Regions from separate parts of the Mus musculus genome. Here regions 2, 3, 4, 5 and 6 are each linked to region 1. The links are chromatin contacts, called in public HiCAR-type, HiChIP or PLAC-seq and promoter capture Hi-C maps. All regions are on one chromosome and are shown on one strand. The core of a region is the stretch at or near the end of the contact, and the rest is flanking DNA. Distances in the headings are between cores, read along the strand shown.

What was found. Promoter capture Hi-C pulls out the DNA fragments that hold promoters and counts their contacts. HiCAR-type assays count read pairs that join an accessible place to other places. HiChIP or PLAC-seq counts read pairs in DNA pulled down with a chosen protein or histone mark.
Region 2: a HiCAR-type map of astrocytes shows a contact between it and region 1, with 2.1 times the contacts expected there. The contact joins the promoter of Cdc42se2 here to the promoter of Pdlim4 in region 1. A contact is called at or near these places in 2 of 39 promoter capture datasets (cranial neural crest and second pharyngeal arch cranial neural crest) and 1 of 115 datasets of contacts at active chromatin or transcription factors (astrocytes).
Region 3: a contact with region 1 is called in a promoter capture Hi-C map of liver, with 2.5 times the contacts expected there. The contact joins the promoter of Gpx3 here to the promoter of Pdlim4 in region 1. A contact is called at or near these places in 3 of 39 promoter capture datasets (hippocampal neurons, liver and second pharyngeal arch cranial neural crest).
Region 4: an H3K27ac HiChIP or PLAC-seq map of embryonic stem cells shows a contact between it and region 1, with 4 times the contacts expected there. The contact joins the promoter of Lyrm7 here to the promoter of Pdlim4 in region 1. A contact is called at or near these places in 9 of 39 promoter capture datasets (the 3T3-L1 cell line, 3T3-L1-derived adipocytes, cranial neural crest and 5 more) and 8 of 115 datasets of contacts at active chromatin or transcription factors (the NIH/3T3 cell line, astrocytes, embryonic forebrain and 5 more).
Region 5: a FOXA1 HiChIP or PLAC-seq map of pancreatic cancer cells shows a contact between it and region 1. The contact joins the promoter of Leap2 here to the promoter of Pdlim4 in region 1. A contact is called at or near these places in 1 of 39 promoter capture datasets (embryonic stem cells), 1 of 115 datasets of contacts at active chromatin or transcription factors (pancreatic cancer cells) and 1 of 9 other capture datasets (adipose tissue).
Region 6: a promoter capture Hi-C map of the SN4741 cell line shows a contact between it and region 1, with 2.9 times the contacts expected there. The contact joins the promoter of Shroom1 here to the promoter of Pdlim4 in region 1. A contact is called at or near these places in 5 of 39 promoter capture datasets (the 3T3-L1 cell line, the SN4741 cell line, liver and 2 more) and 1 of 115 datasets of contacts at active chromatin or transcription factors (pancreatic cancer cells).

What each region holds. Positions count from the first base shown.
Region 1 is chr11:54,067,172-54,070,687 of GRCm38.p6, reverse strand. It overlaps Pdlim4 (PDZ and LIM domain 4), which reads left to right and starts at 1,671. Exons shown (of 7, transcript NM_019417.3): 1 at 1,671-1,848. The coding sequence starts at 1,756.
Region 2 is chr11:54,785,894-54,789,451 of GRCm38.p6, reverse strand. It overlaps Cdc42se2 (CDC42 small effector 2), which reads left to right and starts at 1,749. Exons shown (of 6, transcript NM_178626.3): 1 at 1,749-1,892.
Region 3 is chr11:54,901,458-54,905,048 of GRCm38.p6, reverse strand. It overlaps Gpx3 (glutathione peroxidase 3), which reads right to left and starts at 2,195. Exons shown (of 5, transcript NM_008161.4): 1 at 1,997-2,195. The coding sequence starts at 2,083.
Region 4 is chr11:54,859,208-54,862,676 of GRCm38.p6, reverse strand. Lyrm7 (LYR motif containing 7) reads left to right here and starts at 2,080. Exons shown (of 5, transcript NM_029327.5): 1 at 2,080-2,125. The coding sequence starts at 2,108. Gm31490 (a long non-coding RNA gene) reads right to left here and starts at 2,863. Exons shown (of 3, transcript XR_879859.2): 1 at 2,637-2,863; 2 at 647-761.
Region 5 is chr11:53,421,147-53,424,664 of GRCm38.p6, reverse strand. It overlaps Leap2 (liver-expressed antimicrobial peptide 2), which reads left to right and starts at 1,529. Exons shown (of 3, transcript NM_153069.3): 1 at 1,529-1,619; 2 at 1,779-1,915; 3 at 2,216-2,484. The coding sequence starts at 1,563. The coding sequence ends at 2,252. It overlaps Aff4 (AF4/FMR2 family, member 4), which reads right to left. Exons shown (of 21, transcript NM_033565.2): 21 at 2,835-3,518.
Region 6 is chr11:53,455,755-53,459,153 of GRCm38.p6, reverse strand. Shroom1 (shroom family member 1) reads right to left here and starts at 1,949. Exons shown (of 8, transcript NM_027917.3): 1 at 1,813-1,949.

The DNA.
Region 1 (3,516 bases), core at 422-2,921:
AGCAAGGTTCATTGCTGTCACATATACTGTGGCTCTTGAGGGTCCAGATGAGAGGTCTCTGACCACGGCCCATGCTCTACATTCAACCCTCAGGACAACCAGTGGTTGGTGGTTGAACCCCTTCTACTCCACTTAGAAGGATCCAATGGCTGGGAGCATCTGGTTGCCAGCCCCCAGAGACCATGCAGGGACCATTCTGTCGGTCCTTCCCATATGCCTGTCAATGTGGGACCCCTGTTTGCATGAAGCCGAGCACAAACCTCTGCCACACAGTATTGCGAGCCCAACATCTGTGTGTCCCTCTCACTCTCCACACACTCAAGCATGCATCCGTGTCACACACTCAATCCATGTCACTCCTCTCCCACCTGAGGGGATAGCAGCACCCTCCCTACCAGGAGGACATCCCGGCCTGGGACCTCCTACTTGGTACCTCTCAAGCGGCCTGGGATCTCCTACTTGGTACCTCTCAAGTTGTCCTACTCTTTGTCACCAGGAAGACATCAGGACAGACACCCCTACATTGTAGCTCTCTGACAGTTCTTCTCTTTTCCAGATGTAGGAGATTCAGTGGTCCCTCTCATCTCTTACCCTGTGAGCATCAGCATCACACACACACAGTCCGAGTCACTCACGTGTCACATGTCACAACAGGGTAAGAGAGAACACAGGGTTGCCAAGAATATTGACTAACTAGGATCTTGCCTCCTCTGGGTATGGAGAAGCAATTGATGGCTGATGTGGTCAGACTGAGGTACCCAGAGAGTAGTCTGGCCAAACCATTGTACCTCCAGAAGCTGTTAAAGGACATCCGGGCACACAGTGGTTGGAAGTGAAGACTTGGGGAAGAGAGGAGCCCTGGAGAGTGGGGTGGGGGCGAGCTCCAAATACTTCTGCTCCTCCACTGGGAGACAGGCACTGCTCCAGCCTGCTCTCCTTTCCAGAAAGCTAAGAGATACAACACCCCTGGCAGACAAGATGACCTGAAGGGAGATGGAAACAAGACAAGGCCCAAGAAGCCGAGGGTGGGGGGTGGGGTACCTGGAAAAAAAAAACATGCGCCTTGCTTCTAGATGCCAGAAAAAGGTCAACTCCTCTAGGAGATCAGCTTTGCCTTTGCAAACTAGTTTGGGCACCTTTCTATTTCTACTGCACCCACGCCCCCCGTAGCCCACCAAATAGATCCATGGCCTGCTGCTGTCTTGGGTCTGTGTCCCTAGTCCAGGGCTTCTCAAGCCCAAGGTTCTAAGTGTGCCGGTGTTCAGAGGGTTCCATGCGCTGAAAGGTGGGGAGGCAGGTTGGCCCGCCAGAACGTGGAAGTGGTTTGGGAACAAGGCACGGCCCCATCCCCCATCAGAGCCACCGCAGTCCTGCATCCCTCCCCGGGCTAGAGCACCGGCCCGTAAAAGCGACTTCAAAGGGCCGGTGCCTAGTGTCTGAGTTTCCACAGCCTGCTCGGCTCCTCAGCCAGGCAGAACTCAGACATCCAAGCGGACCCTATTCTGGGGGCTTCAATAAGCGGGTGGGGGGTGCGGGGTTTAGCCTGGGAAAGTGAGGGGCGGGTCCTCGGAGCCCCCAAAGTGGGAGGGTCGGGAGTCCGCGGGACCAATCGGTGTGCGCGCGGGGCGCGGGCACGAACGGAGGGGGGATCGGGGGCGGGCAGCCCGGGGGCGGGGCGCGGCGGCCAGGCGGCGGCAACAGCGGCGGCGACTCCTCCGTGTCCGGCTCCAGCTCTGGCTGCAGCTCCGGCCCGCGATGACCCACTCGGTGACCCTGCGCGGCCCTTCACCCTGGGGCTTCCGCCTGGTGGGCGGCCGGGACTTCAGTGCTCCCCTCACCATCTCGCGGGTGAGTCCGACCCCCGCGGGGCAGCGGGGTAGTCCCGGGGCTTAGACCTTGTCCTTGTAGTAGACCCAGGACCCAGATCCTCGACGTGTCGAAAGCTTGAAAGCAGAGTGTTGGTCTTGGTGACCCACATAATGTGAAGGGGGGTTCCAGCAGGGCAACACAGTCCCACCCCGCTTCCCGCACAGCCTGCCTGCCCCGTTTGGTGGTGAGAATCCCCAAGAGTTCATACACCAACTTCCCGCTGCTAAGTTTCTTTAGGGGAAGTTGCTGTGGGCCAGGGAAGAACCCTCAGACATGGGCCAGGAGTCTGGACAGCTCTACAGAGGCCCAGAAACTCCTCAGATCCAACCCTGCCTGAAGTTTTGGGGCAAAGTAACTGAAAACCCACTTCCCCTGTTAAAGGTCCGGGTGGCCTTAGGAGGGTCTTGCTGTCCTCGGAAGTCCACCCACTTCCCCACTCTGAACTTCAGTTTCTCCTCTCTGGCCTCAGTCACTCTGGGGGAAGTGACCAAGAGGGACTGTTAGCTTCCAGGCAAGGGGGAGACAATGAGGCATGGTTCCCCCTCCTTACAAACCAACACAAAGCCATGGACCAGGACAGCCTCAGCCCAGTTCCCCACGGGTCCCAGGATCATACCCTGCTCCTAGATCTAAGGCAGAGGCAAAGAGGAGGGGGCACAGCCCTGGAGAGGGAGTTGGTCTGAAGATAGAGCAGGGAGGAGCTCCGGCCTGAGGCAGGGATTCCCCAGCCTTGGAGCCAAAAGAGAAGAGAACCCAGGCTCTGCCCTTAGTGGCTCTGGGTCCAGAAGGAGGGGACAGATGTGGACATCCCTTCACCCCACAGAGGCTGCTTGAGTCTTTGGGGAAGTGTGTCGGGGGACTGGAGAACCACTTTGCTGCTTCTTCTGGCCCTGAAGGCTGGGCTAAGCTTTCGAGATTTCTTTTTCAGTTCTTGGGAAGAGGTAGTCACTGGGTGGGTGTGGAATTGTGGAATCCTCTATATGGGGGCCTGGGTGACAGGCAGGACCAGCTGTCCTAGGAGGCTTCCAACATCTGTCTTTACCACTAGGTCCCTGGGGCCAAGTGAGGTATGCCTTCAGCACATCCCTGTGACTTTCATCTCCTTGTTCTCCCTAGAGATCCCCGCTGGGGGTGGGAAGTGGGGGGGGGGGGGCAGAGCATCTATGTCTGCCTGGTGGGTCTGTGTATCTACAAAGAAAGAACGGTGAGGGTGTTAGGCCAGCCGGCAGGCCAGGCACCCTGGGTGTGAGGCCGCTGACAGGCTCAGTGGCCGTGGCTGACTGCTGGAGGCGGCTGAGAGCTAAGACATCTGTTGCCCACGCGGCTGCCTGTCCAACAGGGAAAGGCCTTCAGTCGTCAGCAGAGGCTGCCCAGGCCTTGTTTGGCACTGATGGGGACTTGGTGGGAGGAGATGCAGGCCCCTGATGGACCATTTGGGAGAGAGGAATCCCCTTTTTCCTCCAGAGTCATGTGGCAGGAGCTCAGACATACGGAGCCAGGGTAACTGAGCCTGGGTTAGGGTGGGATTTGGGAGATTTACAGAGCTGGGGAGGTACAGGCCACAACTTGCCTAGCAGGTACCTCAGGGGCAAGAGTACAGGGGTTGGTGATATAGGTGGGGGTGCCCTCACGAAAGGGCTTGTAGAT
Region 2 (3,558 bases), core at 500-2,999, 720 kb before region 1:
ACTGGTCAAAAATTGCATCAAACATCAAGTAAATGGTTACTGTACACAAAAGAACTGAGAAGTCCAAATGTTTATGGTCTGATGTAGGTTAAAATCTAATGGTTGGTTGACTGGCAGAAAGTGGAATCAAGAGGAAACTGAAAATAAAATTGATTATTTTTGTTGTTGAACATCTTGGGGGTATTTAATTTTTTTTTCATTTCCTCTAGGCACTTGGGACTGATTAGTTGATTAGAACAGTTATCCCCAGCCTCAAAGGTCTGCATGTGTGTGGTACTCACCAAGCCAGAGCAAGGCCCTGGGTTTCACCTACAGCACTGCAGAAATCAAATCCAGCCAACCCAAACACCCAGCTTCTAGTGGGGAAGACAGGAGCAAAATTAACAGAATAAATTGTGCAGACTGTTCTGGGAACAGGAGAACAAGGGCAGATAGATGGGGGAAGGATTGAGCCTGTAGCAATGTAAAGAAGTGGGTTTAGGCTACGCATCATTGTTAAAGAAGATCTGAGTGGAGTTGAGGGGAGAAGGCAGACATTAGAGAATGTCCTAGTCCCTGAGTATAGACTGGACATTGCAAGCACCAGTGAGACTGGAGATGAATTCTGAGACCTATAGGGAAAAAAAAAAATCTCAGAGGCTTTGTCAGCCATTGTAAAGATGTTATCTTCTACAGTAACGGGAACACTGGTGGATTTTGATCGGATGAGACATGAGCTGACTCTCCTTGCGGGAGGATATTCTCCCTCTTGTTTTGACAACACAGTTTGTTGATGGTGGTCAGGGAGGTCATTTAAGAAAGCCACTGAAGTGTGACTGGGACCACGGATGACAGAAACAATGTAGATGAACAGTCTGATTTTCTTTTTGTTTGAATGTAGAACCACGCCAATTACCCTTATGGACAGAATGGATGTGAAATTGAGAATAAGAGGAACCAAGGAGTACTCCAGTTTTGTCACTGAACAAGCTAGAAATTTCCTATCAATAGTGATGGTCATGCAGCTCCCTGTCTGAGTATGTGTGGCTAGATTTCAGTGGGAAGGCGTCCATTTGTTTCTTGCTTCTGGGTGCCTAAAGTGTAAAGTTAATGTAGTCATAAAATGTGGTGGCTGAGGCAGGAGGACTGCTGTGAGTTCCAGGTCAGCCAGGGTTCTACTCCAAAAGTCCTTAAGCTTGTGACATACACTAGTAATCCCAGCGCTTGGGAGACGGAGGCAGGAGGATCACAAGATCCAGGCCATCCTTACCTATATAGTGAGTTTGAGGCCACTCTGGGGCTACAAAAAGGCCCTCCCTCAAACAACGTCAAAGCAAAACCAAAAAAAAAAAAAAAAAAAAAAAACCAAAAAAAAAAACGATCCCACAAGAAGTCACAGAGACGAACTTTTCAAATGCCAGGTAGATATTCTTGACTCTCCAATGAGTCAGTGATTCTGATTCCTTGAAAGTAACGTGATCTGAGCGTGAGAGACATCTGGTGCTGGCCAGCTCTGCCTAGCAGCGCCTTGCTCGCCCGGGCACGTCTACGGCTGGATCCGGACAGGAAGGTGCTGTGGCGCGAGGCAGCGGCATCCATCTTCCCCGTAGCCCACCCAGCGGTCACTCTTTGCGCGCCTAGCATCCCCTAGGTCTCGCCACTCCCTCACTGGGCGGGGCCTCACAGCTACCAGCCCGCCTACTGGGGGGGGACAGGGCGTGTCCTTGTAGTGGGGGCGTAGCCGCGCAGCCGCACACACCGCTTGTGGCTCCGCCTCTGCGCGCCAGAGCCTAGGCGGGAGGGCGGAGCCCGAAGCGGGGAGCGCAGCTGCTTGGTGTGTGGAGATCCTGGAAGCTTCGGAGCCGGCGCTCGGAGCCGCGCGGCTGGAGCAGGCGGCGGAGACAAAGGCGACGGTGAGTGAGGGAGAGGGCCCCACGTTGGCCCCGCCGCCCGAGGCGCCAAGTGTAGGGTCGCCACTCGGAAGGTTGAGGGCGAGCGCGGCCCGGGCCTCTCCGCGCTGCGGACTGGGGCAGCAGACTGGGGCTGCGGACTGACTGAGGCTGCGGCGGCTCCATTTTCCAGTCTGGGCGAGGTCCTCACGCGAGGACCGGCGTATGGTTCTCTTCATTCTCCGTGAGGCCAGCTTTCACCGTAGCCTGCACCTTCCCGATGGGGGAGGCGCTACGGACCCCTCCCCCAGTCCGCAGCCCCGCCAGTCTGGACCGGCGCGGAGCGGCTGGGCTCCCGAACCCCGACTCCCGCCCGGCCTGCCTGGGACCCCGAGAGAGGAAGCCGGGCCACTGCCTCGCAGTCGCTGCGGCGACTCTTACAGGTTGTTGCACCGGGAGCTCGCGGCCACGGTGGTGAGCATTACTAACGGGTGTGGTAGGTAGCGGCTCGCTGACGTCCGCATTTCGAGCTGAGGAGCAGCCCGGTGCCGGCTGATTTCAGGCAACCCTGGGAATTCCGTTTTAGCGGCAGTGATTGCTACTGCCGAGCTTTCCTGGAGGAGTTTGGTAGTGATGTGCAGAGCGCAGCACTGAGACGTTCTGGGCCTGGGAGTACAGCTCAGTGGTAGGGAACTTGCCTTGCATGTAGGAGGCGGCCCAGAGTAGTTCAGTTCCCCAGTACTCCCACCCGCCACAAAAAGAGGGGGGGGGGGGAAGAAAGAAAGAAAGAAAATTAAATGCTCTTAAAGGACCCTTGCTTAGTAAAATATTGATATAATGAATGAATCTTAAAACACCACACAGAACTGTTCCTACTAGTAAGATGAGGCACATAGCTTCTTGACTCAGATAAAGGACTATTGGAAAGAATGCCTAGCAAGTTTCTGTCCCCCATCCCCATGTAAACTATTAATAATTAGTTGGTCATTATTGCCAGCCAGCATAGCAGATAGTACCTTTGAGATGTGAAATTTTTGAGAGAAGTTGGCTTACAGATTTCTGTTTCTCAGCAGGCCTGATTTCTCCTTTTCTTTGAAAATAATTGAGAAAGATGTTTGGGGTGCATTTTGAGGTCTAGCTTTCTATGTAGTAGGAGTAAAGATGTGTGTGGGCTTTGGAGGGACTGTGGCATGGTCAGTCTTGGATCTCTATGAGCCAGGGAGAGAGAGCTCTGAACTTTAGGGGAGGGGATCTAATGTCGCCTTGGTGGTTAAACATCACAGTTTACCCAGCATACTCATTAGACACATATTAAGCACAGAGAGATTTTTGAATTCTGTTTGTGGAAGGGAACAAAACCTGGAAATGTTTCTCTCTTAAGCTTGAGCATGAAGTTCATTATGTAGTATCGATGTAGCAAGTAAGGACCTCCCCAGACCCCTAGGGCTACTTCACTTGGAAAAATGGCTGGTGAACTTCAGGAAGTGTTCATTCATAGCATCCTACTTAAAAGTTAATGAGTAACTTTTTAAGGCCACGATTATTGGGTTATGGTTTCATTTGTCAGCTTAATAAAAATCCCAGTAGGTTTTAAAGCGACAGGAAGAATGGTTTCAACAAGATGGTGTTTTATTTTTCTCCTGAACTAGATTTTGATGCAGTGTTTTTATTGATAGTGTGATTCCAGTTC
Region 3 (3,591 bases), core at 946-3,445, 830 kb before region 1:
TAGTACAGAGAGGCCTTAATTGTGTGCTAGCTGCCCTAAGAAATGAATAATGGCAACTGCCATGCTTTCTATGGGAGGAGAATAGGGCTCATGCTGGGGGCCCAGGCTAGCATAGGTCGGAGGGTGGTCTTGATAAATGAGCCATAGATTATACTCACCAATTGAGTCCCCAACCCCACCCCCACCCCCAGCTTCCTTCCTCTGGGTTCATAGAATCCCATAGCCCTATTCCTCCACCAGGGAGGCCAGAGAAGAGTACTGAAAGGGAACGAGGAACAAAAGGGGTGGGGCTGGGGGGGAATACACTGAGCTAAGCTTCCTGGATGCCTAGGGCTACTACTGGTCCATGTCTTCCCTATTCCATCTTCCTACACCCATTGGTGAGATGTTGGGAGCATGACAGGTCTGAGAGGTTGGAGATGGCAGCTGGACCCAGCTGGGCCTCTGGCAGTGTGTGACCATCCCTCCCCCTTCTCAGGATTCCAGCCTGTCAACTGTAAGATGGAGTGGGATTCAGGTCCACTTAAGGCCTTTCAGCCTTGACGTCAGCCTGTGCTCCCATGATGCTCTCTGCCTTGTGCAGTCAGTCACCTAGAAACCAGTGGTTACTAGGATGCCACGTCAGCAGCTGGTAGTCCACAGCTATGCAAAGCCTTCTGCAGCTGTAACCTGGACCAGACAGAGGCTTTCCCTGTCCTTGCCCCTCCCTTTGAGTGTAGAGGACATCTTTCAGTGGCTTTATCACACTGGGTCTGCACACGTCCCCTCCCTGTTCCCTTGTTCTGAAGTTGGATCCAGGCAAGCAGTTGAATCCCAGAAGCCAGAGCTGTAATGTGTTAACTCCAAGGACCTGGGAGCTCAGATGGGCATGCCTGGGCTGTGAGGAGCCAGAAGCTTCAGCTAGTTATGAGATAAGATAACACCACACCCTAAGACTTTTCTAGACTGCTCTCTCTCTTCCCTCTGAACTCACCCATCTCTCCTTCATTCTATGGACAGCACAAGGCCAGTGTGCTTTCCTGCAGCCTCCTCAGGACAGGATTCAACCCCCAACCCAAGCAGTTCCCACACTAAAGGCACAGGGCTAGTGCCCCCGTCCACCCCCACCCCATCTCCACACCACACCCCCTAATCAATCTCTCTCTCTCTCTCTCTCTCTCTCTCTCTCTCTCGGACATACAAGATCTTAGAAGGAAGACCCTGAGGATTTTAGAAACTCAAAGCTAGAGCCTACCCAGTTTTGTGCCCACGCATGCAAGTGTGCAGGGGTGCATGGTGTGCATGGTGTGTGTGAAGTTGGGGACCACAGTCTCTTTCTTTGGGTTCATGCTTTCTGCATTCTCACCCTAGGGAAGAGGAGAGGCCTACAGAGCCCACCCAGCACAGGCCTGACCAAGAAGATAAGCATGCCGGGGCATCTGCCCTCAGGCTCGCCATTTCTATTCCAGTTCAGGGTACCACAGCTAGACTAGGAGAGATGAAGCTCCAGAAGACTTCCTGGCCTGGGTTGGCTTCTCTAGCTACAGTGTCTGCTCCATGCATGGCAGGCCAGTGAACTGTGAATAGGGAAAGCAACTGCAGGGTTCCATAGCCTTCCAGCCATCCTCTCCAGCTACGCCCTGCTGATGGAGAAACTGAGGCCCAGAAAGGGATGCGCCCCCAAATAAAAATTCTTCCTGTCACAGATCTCTGCCTCCAGCGCCCTGGGATGAGTGAAGAAACCATCGGCCCACCCTCTTCCCCGGCAATTTTTTTTCAGGATTGTGGCCACCAGCGACCCCAAGATGACAGTGGAAGAAAATGTATAAACTCGGGAAAGACTGCCCTCCTGGGTTAGTACTGCCCTCTGAAGCACGCGGGTCTGTGTTGGAAGAGCGCAGAGACCGAGGGTTACAAGTGAGGCTCTCGGTGCCTCTGGGGAAGCAGTGGCTCTCCCAGTCGCGCAGTGGACACCTGGGTGCCATGGACTCTTCTTGAGCTCCGGAGGTTCACTCACCTTAGACTTCTCTTGTCCCCGGCCCGGCGGAACAAACCCGGCCAGGAGCAGGGACAGAAGGCAGGATGCCCGGAGGATCCGGGCCATGGCGGGCTGGGGCGCGTCTTGGGGTGGCCACCGTCCGTCTGAGGTGTCCGAAGCGCTCAGCCACATTTCAAGCCATCCACTGTGGCCAATCCGCAGCCAGGCGGGGGCTTCCTAGCCAATGGCAACGCGGTTAAGATTTAAAGGGCAAGACATACCCGCCCCTTTTTCCTCCTCTCCCCAGACCGGGGCGACGGTGACACAAGCCTAGGAGGAAGAGAAGGGGGCCCGGCTGCCTGGGAAGAACAGGAGATGGGCGCGGCCAAGGTTCTAGACAACACCCAGGACACAGCTTTTTTCCCCAAGCTCTGAAAACCTAGGGCCCCGAGGACTTAACATAGAACCCGTTAGTGCAAATAATAAGCACTGTGTGAGCCAGGTGTAGAGACTCACGCCTGTAATCGCAGAATCCAAAAAGCTGAAACAGGAGGATTGCGTAGGTTCAGTGCAATCTGCAGCCTTAGCTACAGACTGAGACCCTGCGCCAACTGGGAATGTAGCTTAGTGGTACAGCACTTGACCAGCTCGCATGAGGCCATAGGTTTATTCAATCCCCAGCATCAGCAAGCTAGAGGGATCTGTGAACGTGATTTTAAATTCAGCCTTCTCGGTTAGGTTGTGGGTGACAGCTCAGGAGAGTAGGAACCAGAAAATACACCACCACCACCTTTTTTTTAAATTAGCACATAAAAATTATGTGTCTATCTCTGTGGTCTTAAACTCATTATTTCCCTTCTCTGAGCCTCAGTTTCCTCTACTATAATGATGGGATTGGTTAATGAGCTCTAAGGTCTCCCAGGCTCTGACTATGTGATTTGCTTCTAAGCAGTAGGCCTAGTCCAGGAGTCTCTTGAGTGTACACAACAGGTGTTTAAATATTTGTTGAATCAATCATTAAATCATCAGATTTGTTTGTGCTTTCATATAAGGTCAGGCCAGGCATCTCTAGATTGAGAGCTTCCAGGCTTAATCCGGTCTGCAATAGAGGTTTGGTGCATCCTGCCTTGCTACCACAGTGGGCTGGAGAGCTGTTAGGACAGTCTTGGGCTGCACATCAGAACCACTGTGTTGAGCCTCTGCCTTCAGACTCATTGCAGAAGGGATTCGAAGGCCCCTGACCCCAGTCTTGGTTGTGTGAGTCCTAGATTAGGTGGCCTTCTGAAAAGTTCCTGACTCAGAGATGCCTCGAAGTACCATGCTTTTACTATGATTCAGGGAGTTAATGTGACCCGTGGAATTTGAAATTTTCTGCACTCATAAGGCCTGGCTCTATGGTGGGGCTGGTGAGATGGCTCAGCAGGTAAAAGCCCTCACAAGGCTGTGTAATAAAAGGGCTTGCAACTGATGACTTGAGTTTAATCTCCAGAACCAAGGGTGCAAGGAAGGAACGAACTGGTTTCTGAGAGTTGACTTCTAACCTCCAGCACAACAATAATAAATAAATGGATAAACTCATTGTGTTGAAGTAGAAAGAACCTGGAGACCAGGAAGCCCTTATACCATGGAGGCAT
Region 4 (3,469 bases), core at 831-3,330, 790 kb before region 1:
ATTTTATCTATTATATGTATACAATTGCATGACATTATGGGCACCACAGGCATGTAGGAGCCAACGGAGGCCAGAAGAGAGTACTGGATCTCCCAAAACTGGAGTTACAGCCTGTTGTGAGCTGCTGTGAAGGTGCTAGGAATCCAACTCCAGTCCCCTGCTGATCAGTAAGTGCTGTTAAGCACTGAACCATCTCTTCAGCCACAGGATCCATATTTTTAAATAACATAGAAGGGTTTTCATTAACTTTCTAATCAGAAGTTATTATTACAAATTACTTTTTTTTTTTAAGAAATTGATCTATAGTACTACAGAAGCCACCACAGTATAAGATCATCTAATTGATTATTGTTTTGGATGAAAGACAATAGCCACTACACTTGATTTCATTGGTTCTATTAAAAGCACTTCTGCAGCCGAGCAGTGGTGGCGCACGCCTTTAATCCCAGCACTGGGGAGGCAGAGGCAGGCAGATTTTTGAGTTGGAGGCCAGCCTGGTCTACAGAGTGAGCTCCAGGACAGCCAGGGCTACACAGAGAAACCTTGTCCTGAAATAAATAAATAAATAAATAAATAAATAAATAAATAAAACCTCAATAAGAAATTTTTAGTGAGATTTTATTTTTATGAGTGTATGAGTGTTTACCTGGATGTGTATGTATACCGTGTCCTTGGAGGCCAGAAGGTGTCAGATCCCCTGGGACTGGAGTTCAGGCAGTTGTTAGCTGCCATATGGGTGTTGGGAAATAATCTCAGGTCCTCTGGAAAGAACAGCAGTGTTCTTAGGCTTTGGGCCAGCTCTCCAGCCATCAATAACAATTTTTAAAAGTTGACAATTATCTTTGTGTTCTTATATAAGACTCCCTAGGCATGGTATTTCACATTTGTAATCCCAGCCTTGGGGAGGTAGAGATGGGAAGATCTCTGAGACCAGGACAGCCAGTCTAGCCTAACCAGTGAGTTCTGGGCCAATTCTAGGTTTTGAACAAGGTAGAAAGCATTCCTGAGGACGAGTACAGGTTTGGTGGTGACAACTTTTATTCCAGCACTCCAGAGGCAGCAGATCTCAAAGTTTGAGGCCAGCCTGATCTATATAACAAGTTCCACACCAGACAGGGTTACTGTGACACCCTGTCTCAAAAGCAGAATTTTTTTTTCCTTTTTGTTTTTTGATTGACACAGAGTCTCATATAGTCTAGACCAGGGCTGTCCTTGAATTCTTGATGCTCCTGACTTTACCTTCCAAATACTGGGTTTTCAAGTATATCCCACCACACTCAGCTTAATCAAAGATTAAGAATCTTTGATTCTTAATAAACAGTCAGTTTTACCTAAAAGTAGCCTAAAATGTTACAGGAATGTTGAACGCAAATGATTGCGGAACAGGAGCAAGGTGGAAATTTTTATCCATGCCTGCAAGTACTAAGTTAAAATGTATATAAATGTTTTATGGTTATTACTATGAAGCTTCTAATAAATTATTTCCTACCTCAGCAAAACCAAAGAACGGGGCAAGATAAGTAGGGCAATAATGCAGAAGGTGAGGAGGCTCTGGGATCAAGGGTGTGAACTTGAGCAGGCAACTCAACCGCACCTTTGGGGGGAATAATTAAGAGAATGTACAAACAGAACGTTCTGGAGTCAGCGTTCTGATATGTATGGGCTGTGGTTGTTAGGACTTAGCTTTTGTTTGCTTACGTTCCCAAGGAGACAGTCACAGCCCGGAAACCTTATAATATAGACACTTAAGAGACGCCCACGCCCTTAAACAAGAGATAAAAAACGAGCAGGTTCCGAGGCCACCCAGTAACAAACAGTGTGCGCGAGCGGCACGCTAGGCGCGGCGGAGTGAAGTCTGCCCCTAACAAACATGGCTTCTCAGCTACTTCCGTCCTCCTGTCCGTAATTTGGCACCGCGGCTTCTCGCGTTTTTATACTTAGCTCTGCTTAGCAAACGCCTGAACTTCCTCCTGCGGGGAAGGCGGGCTAGGAAGGACATGTTGCATTCTGATTGGTTGCTATGCGGAGCGTCGCCAGCTGTGCCCCGGCCCTGATTGGTTGCCAAGAGGGGGCGCCCTCAGAGGCGGAGTCAGCGGCGTGGGGAGCCATGGGTCAGCCCGCCAAGGTGACAGGGCCGGGAGGAGGGTGCAGGGATGCTGAGGCTCAAGACCCCGGCAAGGGAGGGAGGCGACCCCGAGGGGGGCTGAGAGTGTAAGAGGGTGACAACCTTCAGGGGCAATGAGTGGTAGAGGGTGACAATTTTGAGGGCAGTGAGGAGAGACGACCCTATGGACCGTGAATGGAGGAGGTTGATAGCCATGTGGAAGAGTGAATGATGAGGGAGACAACCTGGAGGGGCTGCAGTGGAGAAGGGGGGGACAGTGAGTGAGGAGGGAGTGGATCTCGAGGGGCGCGGAGCGGAGGAGGGTGACAGCCACACGAGACAATGAATGAGGAGGATGGCTGATCCATGAAAGGTAGTGAATAGAGGAGACTGATGACCATAAACCGACCACCTATGCCTTAATAAAGAAGTTCCATAGTAGGAAGACTATAAACAACTAATAAAATCGTAAGAAGTGCTTCAAATTAATAAACAGCATGTTTTGTGAACCTATAAATAGGATTTAACTTACCTAGAGGAATACAGAAATCTCTAGTGGGCGAGAGGCAGCATTGCTGAGCCTACTTGTTGATGGCAAGCCCAGGCAACATAGATCTTGTCTCGAAATTTAAGAATCACGGGGACTTATAGGCAGACACCTGAAGTTTGATTAAGAATTAGGAGGGGCTGGCCTCAGACTTGTAGCTCACACCGGCGGCCAATTCTCAGCAATCTTCATGCTAAGTGCTGGGAATCTGACTCCCGAGCCACTACGCCCAGCTACTTTTTGCGTTTGAAAAGAAGTTTCTTAGTAGGGCTGAGGTTGTATTTAACTTTTAAGTTGGAGCCCTTAGCATTTTCAAGGCATTGGCTTCCATGCCCAACAGTGCATAAATAATAAGTAAAAAGATATGATTAGCTACAATGTAATGCCGGTTCTAGTAGATTTGTGGTAATGAAGATCACATTTTCTTTTAAAATAACTTTTTCAACTATTTTATTTGCAAGGCATGTATGTCTGTGCACCATGTGCATGTCTGGTACTCACAGAGGCCAGAAGAGGGTGTCAGATTCCTTGGAACCGAAGTTACAGGAGGTTGTCAGCTGCAGTATGGCTGATGGGAAGAGCCTGGTTCCTTTGTGAGAGCAGCCAGTGCTTTAACCTCAGAGCCATCTCTCCAGCCCCCATTTTCTTTTTATTAGGATAATGGTCTTAAGCTAGTGGTGCTGTTTTTATATTAATGGACACCCCCACTCCCCAGGAAGTACTATATAAAATTACTCCGATTACTATCCTTTAGTGTTCCACACTGCAGACTTCCTATGGTCTTAAACTTTGGGATCAAGTGATCCTCCCTTCTCCAC
Region 5 (3,518 bases), core at 280-2,779, 650 kb after region 1:
TATTCAGTGACTCTTTATGCTGAGGAGTTCCCAGATCTTTGCCATTAAATCCCACCCCATCCCAGCTCTGACATTCACCACACTTCTCCCTTGGCAATTAGTGACATTAGCTTTGCTTAGATTGGTGACCAACTGCTACCTTCAGCACTTCGGCAGTTCCTCCATTTTTGCCTTGACAAAGAAACAAGATTTTTGTCCAAATGCTTAATCATGAAGATGAAAAGAGCCTTTGGAAAGATTATGTGAGATATCAGATCAGGAAGAGAGAAATCTATTTGTAATTTTTGTGTGTGTGTGGTTTCTTATGGTCATACGGAGATCTAAGCTCCTATGCACATCCTGATTTCAATCTCAGCTTTCCCTCTCAAAAATTTTAAAACTACCATGGCTGAGTATAGTGGTCCACTTCAAAGACTGCAGCAGGACTATAAAATTGGGCTAGCCTGGGCTATGTGGTAAGCTGTTACCAACATCAAAGGTCTTGCCATTTAGTACCCATAATCACTCACATTCAGTACACTTCAGTGTTAGCCTAGAAACCTACAGGGATTCTTGCCTACTGTTTGGGCTTCAGATTCTTGCCAGTGTTTGGGCTTCAGACTCAGTTTACCACCTGCTGCCCTGAGGCTGCTGAAAGTGCTCCACCAAAGCCCGAACTACATGATTCATTTGGTGTTGTCAGTACCTAAGCTGTAATGACACCAAGTTAAGAGTTTCTGCAGCCAGGCGTGGTAGCGCATGCCTTTAATCCCAGCACACTTGGGAGATAGAGACAGACGGATTTCTGAGTTCGAGACCAGCCTGGTCTACAGAGTGAGTTCCAGGACAGCCAGGGCTACACAGAGAAACCCTGTCTCGAAAACCAAAAAAAAAAAAGTTTCTGCTACCTCCTCCCTCGTGTGTCTTTAAAAACGAAGACCTAAGGATAGGTACAGTTTGAGCTCCTTATAGCCAGGTCTCTACTAAGATGGCAGTGTAGACTGATGGGGGAACTAGAGCACCATAGACAGTCTGTTTACATCTCCTCCCTAATTGCCTGTACACAACAGGTCAGTGGGTTTTGCCTAGAAAAGCTCAGAGGTCAACATTACTCCTGAAGACTTTATTAGAATCCGATTTTGATTATAACCATCTCACTGAGCTATTTTAAGAATTTTTCCTTCACTCTGGGAATTGAACCAGGGGATCACACACGTCCCCACTGTTACATTCCCAGCCTGCTGAGTTATCTTAAAAGTATGGCAAGGTTCCTAGTCTCCCTCATGGATTCACATGGCTTTCAGAGGCAAGGTAGGACAATGCTGATTTCTGATAAGATGGGTGTAAGGGTCCAGACCAGCAACACCATCAAAGTCCACGAGCAGTAAGCACAGTGTGCCTGGAGTGTAGTCCTTGAGTACATTCTCTGGGTACACATTAACTGATTACATCGATCCTGATTACAAACAAACTTTGCCCCATCTCAGCTGGCAACCATGAGAAAGGCAGATAGGTGTCGGTCTATAAAAGGAAACGGGAACTGCCCCCTGGCTTTCAGACTCCAACATCATTCTTTTGCCAAGATGCTACAGCTAAAACTCTTTGCAGTGCTCCTGACTTGCCTGCTGCTGCTGGGTCAGGTAAGGAAGGAAACAGTAGTGGCGTGGAATTCCAAGTCAGACTCAGTCCTTAGAAATGCAGTTCGATCTCCTGCAACCTGCAAAGGGCCCTTCTTCTGAGGCTGTGCAGCAGAGGGTGGGTGCTTCCTCAGCTAAAGTGAGTATGCCTTTGCTCTACAGGTCAATAGTTCCCCAGTACCAGAAGTGAGTTCAGCAAAGAGATCCCGGAGAATGACCCCATTTTGGAGAGGGGTTTCCCTCAGGCCCATTGGTGCCTCGTGCCGGGATGACTCTGAGTGTATCACAAGACTATGCAGGTATTTGATGATCCCAGGTACAGGGTGGACCAGAGAGCACTGGGAAAGCTGGGAGAGATGAGATCAGAAAACAGAGACCCAAGGGTAAAGCTGAAATTAGTGGTGTGGGGTGGGGGTGGGGGTGGGGGGAATATATGAAGCTGTGAACTCCATGGAGGGGATTCCGTGACAGTCAAGAACCATTCAGATTCCTAACACTGAACGACAGATGAAACAAGGAATAATGGAGGCAGCAGAGGTGTCCCAGGGCTCCTTAGGTCTACATCCAATCTTAATCACTTCTTTTCTTCCCCCCACTAGAAAAAGACGCTGTTCCCTAAGTGTGGCCCAGGAGTGATGTCCATACTGGGGAAGAGTCACCTCCAACAGTGATCTGTTCTGGGGAATATTGTTAACGACATTTTGGTTGGAGATAGATAAGTGAAGTAGTCTTTGTTTTTAATATTTAAAGACGGATACTTGCTTTAAACTGGTCTCCATTTCTTATTAGAATGTTGTTGATTTGTACATAGACATAACTTTGTCAGAGTTTATTTTTCTATAAATACTATTAAATGTCTCAAATCTAAGTTCTGGCAGTCTGGAATTGACACTTCACTGAGTCACTTCATCCATTATAGGGAGTAGTAGTGGCTCCCTAACCAGTGGTGCTGCTCCACCTGGGAGTGTGGTGAGCACCCACTCCTCAAAGAATCTCATGACAGAGGCAATGCAGAAGCTAACAATAGTGAGTCTTGGCAGAGCAGAAGTCGTGGCTCTTTACAAAGAACTCTTTAGGCTGGTGTGTACCATCTGAAGATGTGTAAGTTTGTCTATAACTTTATGAACATGAAATAGAACCCCCCATGCCCCAAAGCCAGGCATGGTAGCACATGCCTTTAATCCCAGTACCAGGGAGGTGGAGGCAGAGGCAGAGGCAGGCCAATCTCTGTAAGTTCAAGGACAACCAGGTATATACAGTGAGTTCCAGACTAGCCAGGGCTACATAATGAAACCCTGTCTCAGAAAAACAAGAATAAAAAGAACCAATACATAAATAGTAAAAATAAATAATAGTGTACATTCTTTTTTTTTTCTTTAATAGTGTATGTCTTAAGAGCATCAAGAAAAGATTAAAGATGTCTGTTGGTGCAGGATAACTGAGACTCACGGACACGGACCCATGGCCATGCACCCAAAATTTTTTTTAAAAATTTACTTTATGTGCTTTGTCTGTATTCATGTCTGTGTAAGGGTGTTAGAACCCGGGCAACTGTAGTCACAGACAGCTGTGAGCCACCATATGGTTGCTGAGACTTGAACCTGGGTCATCTGGAAGTGCAGGCAGTGGCCCTTAACTTCTAAGTCATCTATTCAGTCCAGAATCCAAAATTTCTGTAACCAAAAACTGAGATCTGTGCTGGCGGGGCCAGACCTTTGCAGAGTCAGACTGAACCCTAAGACACAAAGAGCAACTACACAAGAGATCACAGCAGCAGCTGAAGAAGCGAGAGCACAGTGCATGCAAACGTAGTACAGAAAAGCTAGCTGATATTTATTAAACTTAGTTTCTCCAGCTATGGTTTGGCATTATACAAAGCATTGTAATGACACAGTAGAGTTA
Region 6 (3,399 bases), core at 700-3,199, 610 kb after region 1:
GGTGTGGGCAATAAGACCCTCAGCCTAGCTGCCTGGGAGTCAGTATTCTGCTAGCAGCCTTCAAGTGAAGATGTAGAACTCTCAGCTCCTCCTTCACCATGCCTGCCTGGATGCTGCCATGTTCCTGCCTTGGTGATAATGGACAGAACCTCTGAACCTGTAACCCAGCCCCAATTAAATGTTGTCCTTATAAGAGTTGCCTTGGTCACGGTGTCTGTTCACAGCAGTAAAACCCTAACTAAGACATTCACCATGTGGAAGGTGACAATGGACTCCTGAAAGTTCCCCTCTGATGTCCATAACACGCTGTGACACTCATGCTTATACTAACACACACACACATTAAAGTCATTAATGAAAACGCCAATTTATAATGAGCCATTAAACACGTACATATATCTGTTTTCTTATTGCCCCTAACTTATCTAAGGGGTGCTATTACATGGGGTCTCTGTCCATGCAGGATTCCCATATTGTGCCCTTTGTAGGGCTTGCTGTGCCACCAGGGCCTTGGAGCCTCAGGACAAACAACACAGAATTTTGACATTTGTCCCCGGAGCGGGGATTGCAGTAGAGTCTGCTAGAAAAATAGGCTGGGATCCTGGCTGTGGAGGAAGGTACTTGTTACCTGACAAAGGAATAAGGGGGCTCGGGGCTCAGAACTAGGGCTCTTGAGGGTGGAAACACCAGACCTGAAGGATGAAGCTGGCACTGGGGGCTGAATCTCGAGTGAAGGTGGACCCAGGCAAGCAACCAGACGTGGGACTTCAGGCAAGGTTTGTTGGGAAATTTGATAAAGACAATTTTCAGTGGGCAAAACCAGACCAAGGCAACACATGTAAGTCCAGGTCAGGGAACAGGAGAGGCACTGGAGAAAAGTCAAGCTCCGAGCTAATCGGGAATGAAACAGTCCTCTCAAGGGCCACCTCCCATCTGTCTTCCTGTGAGGACCTGTGCAGGCCTTTCCTTGCCTCCAGCCTTCCCTCAGTACCTGGAGGGCTGTTAACTGCACTCCCTGACTCTCCTTAGAGTCAGAGGTTCAGGGTTCAATGCTCAGATCTTAAATCCTAGCATTCCAGGCTAGGTCTGATGGGTGAGCTTTCAGGCAAACTCCTTGGTTCTCTTTTCTAGTCTCCAAAGCTATGGGTGACATTGCACCCCTGTGAGACATCTATTTTACAACATAGTAGCTGGTTATACAGTCTCTGCTGGTCTTGGGCAGACTCTGTGAGACGCAGGTTCCAGGAGGTGTAGAAAAAGCAGAGGGTGAATGACACCTAGGTAAAGATGGTCACTGCCATGGGTACAGCACATACCCCAGGGCAAAAGCTAAGCCCTGGGGACCACAAGGGGCAGCAGAACCACACAAAGAGGTGAGGAAAGAGGCGCTTGGAACACTAGGAGAGCGGGTGGCCTCTGATCAGTGCATTTCTAGGCCTTTTCAGTGGGGTTCACGGTCCGGGAAGATCGGGGGATTGGGAGGGACCCGGATTCTCCAGCAATCGAAGCTCAAGAACAGAGGGTCCTGAGACGGACGCCACTGTGTACATTGCGTCCCTGCAACAGCTGGGCCACCTGGACAGCTCTGTCCCCTGCCAGGCCTGGCCGAGAGTAAAGGTGCGCAGGGGCCCGATTCCACTGGCGCGGCCGGTCTGGACTCCGGGTCGGAAGGTCCAGACAGAATGACGGTCAGTCAGGCTGCTTCGCGGCCACCGCTGTCGCCGCCCCGACCCTCCCGTCCTTGTCTCCCTTTTGGGAAGCAGATCTGTGGACCACGCGCTGTGTGTCCCCTCACCCGGTCCCGCTGCGTACCTGTGGCTCCAGCCCGAGACGCACTTCAGGGCGCCGGCGATCCCTCAGTGACATCCGAGCCCTGGGCTCCAGCTCCCGACGCCACCTCCAGTCTCCGGCCGCAGCAGGGGAGGCGCCACCTCCGGCCGAGGAGGGGCCGGAGTCTGGAGTGGCGGCAGGGCTGCGGGAGCCGCGCCCCTTCCTCTTGCGATTCTGTACGTGGCCCTAGTCCCCGGCCCTGGACCTCTAACCACCGCAGAGAACTCGAGCCGGAGGGCGATCGAAATCCTCCAAGCACTGCCGGATCCGCAGGCAAGACTTATGGACCAGCAGGCTCCTCAGTGCGGAGGTCAAACCCTCCCGGAGGCAACAAAGGCTCACCTTCCTTTCTTCTTCTTCTTTTAACCTTTAAAAAAATTACATTTATTTATTTACTTAATAATTTGGGAAGTAAGTAATGGGGGAAGCTCCCTTGTGGAGAAGTCGGTACTTTTCTTCCACCCTGTGGAGTACTAGATTCCAACTGTGAAGATCTGGTTTGGTGACATGAACATTTATCCACTGGACCATCTCTCCCGGCCGGTTCTCTTAAACTCCACGATGAAAACAGATGTGCCTGGAGTTCCTGCCTCATGCTCTCTCTCCCTCTGAGTGTGCTTTAGATGGCTGGCTACCTGATCAACTCTGCTCTTCAGACCCACATTTCCAAAACCATGCCACCTACTGGACTCTTTCCACAGGCTCTCCTCTCCTGTCTTTGTCTCCTCGCTTCCCATAGCTCCCTCCACCAGACCCACACCGAACGGAGCCCTGAACTTATGTGCTCGAATCTGCTACTAGGAGTGGGGTCTTCACCTTTTGGTAAAGACTTTGAACTCCTAAACTCCCGTCTGTACATCCTGAGTGCTGGAGTCTTTTTTTCAGCTCAGATGACCGGTGCCACCTGGTCCTCATTCTCTGTGTGTGTGGTGTATGCATGTGTACCTCTCGAGATTGGGTCTTTTCTTTTCTTTTTCTTTTTTTTTTTTTTTTCCGTTTTTGATTTTTCAAGACAGGGTTTCTCTGTATAGCCCTGGCTATCCTGGAACTTACTTTGTAGACCAGGCTGGCCTCAAACTCAGAAATCCGCCTGTCTCTGCCTCCCAAGTGTTGGGATCAAAGGTGTGCGCCAACACTGCCCAGATACTATTGGGTATTTTATTCTATCATTTCTACACCTTATTTTTTGAAACAAGGTCTCACACAGAAGTCATCAATTTGGCTAGACTAGCTGGCCAGCCAACTCCATGAGTCTGCCTACACACACACACACACACACACACACACACACACACACACACACACACACACCACATGTCCCCTGCACTGGGTAACAATGTAAGCTGTGGCACCTAGCTTTTCCCTTAGCTACTGCAGACCCAAGCTCAGCTCCTCATGTTTGAGTGGCAAGCACTTTGCCCACTGCCCCACTGCCCATTCGTCTCATGGTCAGCAAGCTCTGTGACTCCAACTCTGTAAAAGTCTGTCCATTTGAGGACTCTGGAGAACTTGCCCAAGTCTCAGAAAGCACAGAGCCACAGAAGAGGAGAGACATCTAGATTCTCATTT